Regions from separate parts of the Mus musculus genome. Here regions 1 and 3 are each linked to region 2. A link is a contact called in public Hi-C data. All regions are on one chromosome and are shown on one strand. Each heading gives the region's core, a stretch centred on a gene start, on an enhancer-like site or on the middle of the called end of the contact. The rest is flanking DNA. Distances are from core to core; before and after follow the strand shown. Region 1 overlaps Gm40678 (a long non-coding RNA gene). Region 2 overlaps 1700023F02Rik (RIKEN cDNA 1700023F02 gene). Region 3 has its middle 6.3 kb from the start of Gm31240.

The links. A called contact is a pair of places that touch in the nucleus more often than the background predicts.
Region 1: a Hi-C map of cerebellar granule neurons shows a contact between it and region 2, with 3 times the contacts expected there. The contact joins two enhancer-like sites. A contact is called at or near these places in 2 of 484 Hi-C or Micro-C datasets (cerebellar granule neurons and cerebellum).
Region 3: a contact with region 2 is called in a Hi-C map of cerebellum, with 2.0 times the contacts expected there. The contact joins two enhancer-like sites. A contact is called at or near these places in 2 of 484 Hi-C or Micro-C datasets (both in cerebellum).

Annotation. Positions count from the first base shown.
Region 1 is chr10:66,806,270-66,808,969 of GRCm38.p6, reverse strand. All of the region lies in intron 2 of Gm40678 (a long non-coding RNA gene), which reads left to right. Among named protein-coding and RNA genes, the nearest start is that of Gm40678, 22 kb to the left of the region's middle. Within about 2 kb of position 1,414, at least 12 of the 459 cell types and tissues checked have an H3K27ac peak or open chromatin away from gene starts, as enhancers often do. A contact at or near this core is called in cerebellar granule neurons and cerebellum, where this site is marked.
Region 2 is chr10:66,179,988-66,182,687 of GRCm38.p6, reverse strand. The region is part of intron 2 of 1700023F02Rik (RIKEN cDNA 1700023F02 gene); the gene reads left to right. Among named protein-coding and RNA genes, the nearest start is that of Gm22829, 11 kb to the right of the region's middle. Within about 2 kb of position 1,262, at least 2 of the 459 cell types and tissues checked have an H3K27ac peak or open chromatin away from gene starts, as enhancers often do. A contact at or near this core is called in cerebellar granule neurons and cerebellum, where this site is marked.
Region 3 is chr10:66,737,912-66,740,611 of GRCm38.p6, reverse strand. It overlaps the pseudogene Gm18777. Among named protein-coding and RNA genes, the nearest start is that of Gm31240, 6.3 kb to the left of the region's middle. Within about 2 kb of position 1,376, at least 3 of the 459 cell types and tissues checked have an H3K27ac peak or open chromatin away from gene starts, as enhancers often do. A contact at or near this core is called in cerebellum, where this site is marked.

The DNA of each region.
Region 1 (2,700 bases), core at 165-2,664, 630 kb before region 2:
AGGAACACTCCTCCATTGTTGGTGGGAGTGCAGGCTTGTACAACCACTCTGGAAATCAGTCTGGCGGTTCCTCAGAAAACTGGACATAGTACTACCGGAGGATCCAGCAATACCTCTCCTGGGCATATATCCAGAAGATGCCCCAACTGGTAAGAAGGACACATGCTCCACTATGTTCATAGCAGCCTTATTTATAATAGCCAGAAGCTGGAAAGAACCTAGATGCCCCTCAACAGAGGAATGGATACAGAAAATGTGGTACATCTACACAATGGAGTACTACTCAGCTATTAAAAAGAATGAATTTATGAAATTCCTAGCCAAATGGATGGACCTGGAGGGCATCATCCTGAGTGAGGTAACACATTCACAAAGAAACTCACACAATATGTACTCACTGATAAGTGGATATTAGCCCCAAACCTAGGATACCCAAGATATAAGATATAATTTGCTAAACACATGAAACTCAAGAAGAATGAAGACTGAAGTGTGGACACTATGCCCCTCCTTAGATTTGGGAACAAAACACCCATGGAAGGAGTCACAGAGACAAAGTTTGGAGCTGAGATGAAAGGATGGACCATGTAGAGACTGCCATATCCAGGGATCCACCCCATAATCAGCATCCAAATGCTGACACCATTGCATACACTAGCAAGATTTTATTGAAAGGACCCAGATGTAGCTGTCTCTTGTGAGACTATGCCGGGGCCTAGCAAACACAGAAGTGGATGCTCACAGTCAGCTAATGGATGGATCATAGGGCTCCCAATGGAGGAGCTAGAGAACGTAGCCAAGGAGCTAAAGGGATCTGCAACCCTATAGGTGGAACAACATTATGAACTAACCAGTACCCCGGAGCTCTTGACTCTAGCTGCATATATATCAAAAGATGGCCTAGTCGGCCATCACTGGAAAGAGAGGCCCATTGGACTTGCAAACTTTATATGCCCCAGTACAGGGGAACACCAGGGCCAAAAAGGGGGAGTGGGTGGGCAGGGGAGTGGGAGTGGGTGGATATGGGGGACTTTTGGTATAGCATTGGAAATGTAAATGAGTTACATACCTAATAAAAAATGGAAAAAAAAAAAAAAAAAAAAAAAAAAAAAAGAGAGGTCTGGGTGAGTTATAGCGCATTTCCCATAGTGACCAGCAGATGGTAGCAAAGGCAAGGCTCATGGGCGGCAGGAACCCAGCTTGCTGCTCAGTTCAGAACAGTGTCAGAACATTGCCTTAATTTTGGTGTCAGCATAATAGCTTGTTCATCCCCTCCACCAGCCTCCTCTTCCTCAGGAAATAATAGTCTCTAAATCTTCGGGACTCAGACCCGCCAAATAGAACCCAACACGTGCCCTAATCACTTGGGCCAATTCTTCTCTCTGAATGGTGTCGCTTTACGTGGGACTTTTTCTGCGTGGCTGTGGTGCTGCAGTGCCAGGGTAAGCTGAACATATAGCCAGGCACTGGGCGTGAAGGGAAAACGCAGGAGACACCTTCAAGGCGCCAATTAGGGGAGAAGAGAAGGGCCAGTAATGCAGAGTGGTGGGCCAGAAGTATGCTTGCCCTTTGCGGTTCCGAGACCCTGGCAGACCGGCAAGGCGCCTCCCACTGCTTCTGACTCCATAGTTCCTTCCCTGAGACTAAGCCAGCCCTGGGACTCACACTTGGCTCACGGCAGGGAACTTGTTTCCTTCATAGCACTTTTGCAGTGTAATAGTAGAGTGATTATTGGATCTTACATTTAATGAATGCATCTGCCATTTGCCTGACAGTCAACCTCAGGAAGACAGGGTAGGTTCTGCTCCAGCCAATGCCTAGAGCCCGGTACAGTTATGGTCCAGTGAACTATACCATAATAATTTCACCATTACCCAGTAAGTAGATACTTGTTCCATGATGGCGTTGTAGTGGCTTCATTCCTCTCACGTAGGAAGAAAAGTCGAGGGTAGAAGCAGAAATCCAGGCTGACCTCGGTGGAGATGTTGGTGTGGTTGGTTTTAATGTACTCTTGGCACAAATAGAATCCACGGGGGAGGAAGCCTAACCCAAAGGATTGTCCTTATTGTGGTAAATTGATGCAGGAAGACTCACCATGACTGCGGGCGGGATCTTCTCTAGATGAAAAGGGCTTGGTGGGCGCAGGGTTTCTCCCCTTCCACTCGCTTGGGCTCCCTCTTGCCCCTGAGCTGTAGATTCCTGCTCTGATAGTAGAACCAGCATTTCCAAGTTTCTATCATGGTTCTCTAGGGAGCTTCTGTCTTCGGGAGCCAGATTGGGATGCTGAGGTACCCAGCCTTGTGGACTGTCCAACTACCCATTGTTGGGCCTGCCCCAGTAGAAGATAGCCATTGCAAGACAACCAGGGCTCCGAGGCACTAGCCTAAGGACAGAGTAACCTTTGGATTCTTAGTTCTCAGATGTGATTCTTTTGTTGTTACTATTTCATAGCTGACTCGAGTCTGCCTGTCTCTATCTACCTATCTATCTATCTATCTATCTATCTATCTATCTATCTATCTATCTATCTATCTATCTATCATCTCTCCATTTATCATCTACCTCCTACCAATTTATAATCTATCTATCGATCTATCTATCTATCTACCCACCCCCTCTCCCATCTGTCTTTAACTCATACAGCGATTTATTCAACATGTGTATTTGGCTGTGTTGCGTATGCGATCCAAACTTCAGTTT
Region 2 (2,700 bases), core at 13-2,512:
TGCTTAATTTGGCTGTTTTTAATATATCTTCAATATTAATTCTCTGTCAGATATGTAGACAGCAAATTTTCCCTTTCCATAGTGTCCCATTCGGGTTTTTGGTTGCCTTTCTTGTGCCAAAGTCTCTCAATGTCATGCAACCCTGTTTATCAATTCTTCATTATTTCTTGTGCTATATGAAAATCCCTGATTATATCCCGAAGTGTTTTATGTATGTTTTCTCTAATGGTTTCACAGTTATGGGTAGTACATTAAAGCTTTTGATACCTTAGGAATTAGCTATAGTGCAGCATGAGAGATACTGATCTGGCTTCATTTGTCTACTTGGGAGCATCTCCTTTTCCAAACTCCATGGTCCTGAGGAATGTGTACGACCACTGTGTACCCAAGATAATCTCTTCATCTTCAAATACTTATCTGCAGACTGACCTGACTCAGTTATAGGAACATGGAATATACTTGGATATTTCAGTCATTGTGTGCTACTTTAGGCTTCTTCTTCTCTGTGATGGGAAAGGACAAGACAATTTTAAATCATTTAAGTTTATTTAGGACGAGCATGCCTCAATGAGTGGTCATTATTCTTCATACTTGAAAATAATTGAGAAGAAGATTGGTTATTTTACTGGGCAGTAGAGACCATCACAAGGGGGAGGGAAGGGAGAGAGGGGAGGGGGGAGGGGAAAAAGGGGAGGAGCAGTAGAGGGAGCGGAATAGAGCAAGCGAAGATCGAGCCATGCAGAGGTAATATAGAAGATAGAAACACATGTTTTGTTTTTAAATATTGAGTAGAGGAACCCAATTCACGAATACTCAGAATCATAGGAAATGAGGAGGAAAGAATCTGAATGACAGGACACTGGCTGCACAACATATCATTGGAAAATGGCATGATCAGAGCAATGGATATGAGAAATGAAGTCATAGTAATTTGTAGATTCCTTTTATCACATTCACTTCCCTTCACCCCGTGTGTATGTGTGTGTGTGATTTTGTGCTTTCACAGTGTTAAATCCACCAAGTCCTAGATGAGATGCTTAGGTGTATAAGCTTTCAAGTGTGTGACAATTAGTCTGCTAGTTGACTACTTGGTGCATGAGAAATCACCTATCACAGAGAACTTAAGGCATCGATCTATTTAGTCTTGATTCCAAATGAAGTAGCCAGTGGGAAGTTTCTGGAAATCTGTTGGGCTTGGCAGGGCTCTCTTGTGTGCCTGTAGTCAACTGCCAGGTTGCCAGGTGGCTTTACTGGCCCCATTTGGGCTCTCTTTCATGTGCATTAGGCCCCCAGCTGAGACATCTGTCCCAATTTACTGTCCTATGCATGTCTCATCCTAAGAGCCAAACTGGTCATATCCTGTTCTTTTTGAGATTATAACGAAATTACATCATTTCTGCTTTCCCTTTCCTCATTCTCATATACTTCTCCTCTCTGTCTTTCAAATACATGTCCTCATTTATCATTAATTGTTGTTATATGTCTATATGAGTGTGTATATATATGCATTCCTAAATATATATGCACACACACAAATATATATATATATATATATATATATATATATATATATATATCACAAACATAAAATTATATGTTACATTTTTTTTCAGAGATTACCGTCTTGGTATTTTGGTATTGGATAACCAATTCATGAGCTCTTCTCTGGGAAAGGCTTTCGCCTCTTTTAGCATTCCTTAGTTGCCTGTAGTTTTTGTATGGGTTTGAGGCCTTGTGGGTTTTCTCCCTGACTTCCTTAGCATGTTTTATTGTTTAAATCTTTGTTCTCCATTTTTAGCTCATGTTTAGGTAGTCATGCTGGTGAGACTTTATAGGTGTAGCTTCTGACATTACTATGAGGCACAATCTCACAGCAAACTCCCTGATCCTCTGCCTCTTCTAATCTTTTGGCCTCCTCTTATACAATGCTTCCTGAGCCTTAAATGTGGAAATTGTATTGTATGCAAAAACATTGGAACTGGGATATAGGACTCTGTTGGTTATAGTTTTCTGTAATTAACTGTGTCTGTTGCAAAGAGAGACTTCCTTGATTAGGAATGAAGACTATATTTTTCTGTGGGTATAAAGATAAACATTTAAAATATAGTTATGGATTATGTTGTTTTAGTAAAGTGGTGACTATAGGTTCTATTCGAATAAGCATGGTTTTACTAGCCTTGGGTAGTTGGATAGGTTTCTAGAACTAGGCATGTTTTCCCTCTTGTCGAGTGGGTCTTAAGTCAAATTAGAGAGCTGTTGGTTACTACCAATGTATGCATGCCATTACGGCACCCTTAGGGTTCTCCTGCCTTGCTGGTTGTTGGTTATTGTTAACAGGAGATACAACTGGGTATGACAGTTGGATGCTTCTCTCCTTTAGAAACTTGCATGGTATCTTCTAGTAACATGAAAGCTAGTTTTTAGGGGGAAAGCATTCAGGCCAATTTTAGCTCAGATGTCTTTGAGCTCTGTATATGAAGTCCATGGTTTCTTTAGCAATAGAGACTTACTTTCCACCTCTAGTGGGCAACCAAGGGAAATACCAATAGCCTTGTAGTGTTTTATGAAAATCTGTTGGACAATGCTGGCCAACAGCTCAGAGGAGGGCTTCTCATGTGATGGTGTTGCTATTTTGTGAATATGTTGTGAAATTGTCCTTGGACCTTGACAATCACTGTTAGCCTAGATGAGAAGTGTTTA
Region 3 (2,700 bases), core at 127-2,626, 560 kb before region 2:
AGGGAGAAGTCAGAAGGTAACAGGAGGAAATCCAATTTCTTGAACAATGCTGATGATATTAAGTGATGAAGAGAAGGCTGTGAGGAGCTATAGTACTGCTCAGGGCTTTGAGGGCTTTTAGAACTTAGAAAGGATCGCTGGGGTAACAGATTCCCATGGTGACTTGAGTTCCTAACAAAACGGAATGGCACATGGGAGGCAGAGCTGGTTCTTGTAAAAGATGCTAATGTGAAATGTCCACAAACTATGGGAGCATTTCTGAAGGGAGATAGCCATGGCACACGTATCCAAAGAATGGGGAAGACAAAGAAAAAGATAGTGCCAAGGGCTAAGGGAGGGGGTTGTGTCTGTCATTTCTCTTTGTACACAACACATTCACGTTTTGGACGCCTCTTCCTTCTTCCTTCCCTTCCTGTCCTAAACTCATCCGTGAAAACCATGCATGTTCACTGTGGTCCATGGGAGAACATCAATAAAAAAGTCAGGTATGATGGCATATGTTTAGAATCCCAGCTCTGGTGAGGTAGACACGGGGCAACACCTGAGTTTTGGGGACCAGTCAGCTCAGTCTACTTGGTGGGTTCCAGGAGAATGAAAGACCTAGTCTCAAAAAACAAGATGCATAGCTCTCGATGAATGGACAGGAGCAGAACCTCTGGCCTCTACACACATGTGCACACACACTCTACATTTCTGTGTTCTCGATGACTAGTGCAGATCCCTCAACTGGCTTATGGTATGCTTACTCCTGAAGCCAGCCCTCTTTCTCATCTCTGGATCCTAGATCTGACACAGAAATAAAGACCCAGGGTAAGCCCCAGCCTTCCTCGTGATGCTGAGGTGGCAGGGTACCGTTTGATAAGGATGACTGCCGGCATGTGAACCAAGTACCATACATCTTTAGGGCTGACTTCAGTCAGGCACTCTGCTTAGTTTCTTACCAGATCTGGTGCCGAGAGTGCCAATTGATGTTTTGAAGAGTGTTCATCAATGGAGACTGTACAGGTAACTAGACTCCCCAGCTTTTGTTTTTCTTAAGGCTTTTTGAAAAGCAGATAGGAGAAGTATACACCAGCCATTGATATGTGAACATGCTGGGTACCCTGGCCTTCTTTAATTGTTAAGATAGATCACTGTGGGTAATGTAGTCATCTTTCCTAGTGGAGAATGGCTTATTTTTTATTTTTTATTTATTTTTTTATTTTTTGGGGGCGTGGGAATAGTTGAATTGGTAATGGGAAGGTAGAAGTGTTGTTTTGTGTCAAAATATTCATTTCTCCCATAACTGTTGAGTAAATGTAGCCATTAGAGTCTGCACACAGCCTTCCTTAATCCTTTGGAGTATTCAGGCAGCAGGCACATGTCTCCCGCGGGGAGACAGATTTGGGCGAGATGAGCATTTTCAGAAAGAGTGTGAATCTCTTTGCCATCTGGGAAGGGCACAGTTAATTTCCTTTGTGTTCAACGTGGATTCAGGTGACTCATGGCGGGGGGAGGGGGGAGGGAGGAGGGGGGAGGGGACTGGGAGAGGGTAGTTCTGAATTCTGGCTAATGACTGAATCCAGCTTTTCCTGCAGCTGCTAGAACTGAAGGCGTCCTAAAGGCAGAGGGAGCATCATACATATGCCCCTGAGATCTTTCTGATGGTCAGAGGCAACATCAGTTTTTTTTGCACTAAAGGTACGGTTCTCTAAGGTGGCCCTGTCACACTTTTGGATTGATTTTTCAATAGAAACTCCTTTTTAAGTGTCAGGTTGCTTTATATCAAATGGCCTTGCTTCCTGTGGAGTGGGCTTACCCACGTTTACCTCTTATTTTATTTCATTAACCCTTTTCTGAATGGTGATTACTGTGCACCAAATGCTAATCTCCATGACAACCATGTTAAGGCAGGTAAAGGACTATCATTTTGTAAGTGGGAGACCCAAGAGACAGACTAAGAACTTACCCACCAGCCAGGTGGTGGTGGTGCACACCTTTAATATCAGCAGAAGCAGGTGGATCTCCGAGTGTTTGAAGGTACCCTAGCCTACAGAGGGAGTTCTAGGACAGCCAGGGCTACATAGAGAAATGTTTTTAAAAACAAACAAACAAAACCAAAACACCAACCAGTAATAGTAAAAAACAAAACAAAACAAAAAACAAAACACATCCACTATCATTGTAAATAGCAAACCACAGCATGGCTCAGGGTGCTGGAACTGCGCTCCGCCAACCTGCCCTCCCTTGAGATTTATATCCTGGGTCAATTTCCTTCGTTTCTTTTCTCTAAGCAAGGGCTACCACATATTGCGCTGCTGTTCACTCACTGGGGAGGCTGAGTCCAGGACGCTAGGAACTGCATTCTAGTAGCTGGTGGGCAACCTTTCAGCATTTCGGCCTACCCAGTTCGTGATCGAAAACCCTTCAATGAATGGACAAAGAGAAAATCTGAAAGGAAACCAATCACAACGTTTGTTATTATTGTTATTATTATTATTTATGTTTTTTACAGTCTGGCCATTACACATCCGGGTCTGCTCTCTCACAGTTCCTCATCCCATTCCTCCTCCTCCTCCTCCTCCCTTCTCCACGAGGATGTCTCCACCCCTTCCCCTCGCACCAGGCCTCCCCACTCCCTGGGGCCTTAAGTCTCTCGAGGGTTAGGCACATGCGTCTTCTCACACTGAGGCCAGACCAGGAAGTCTTCCTCTGTATATA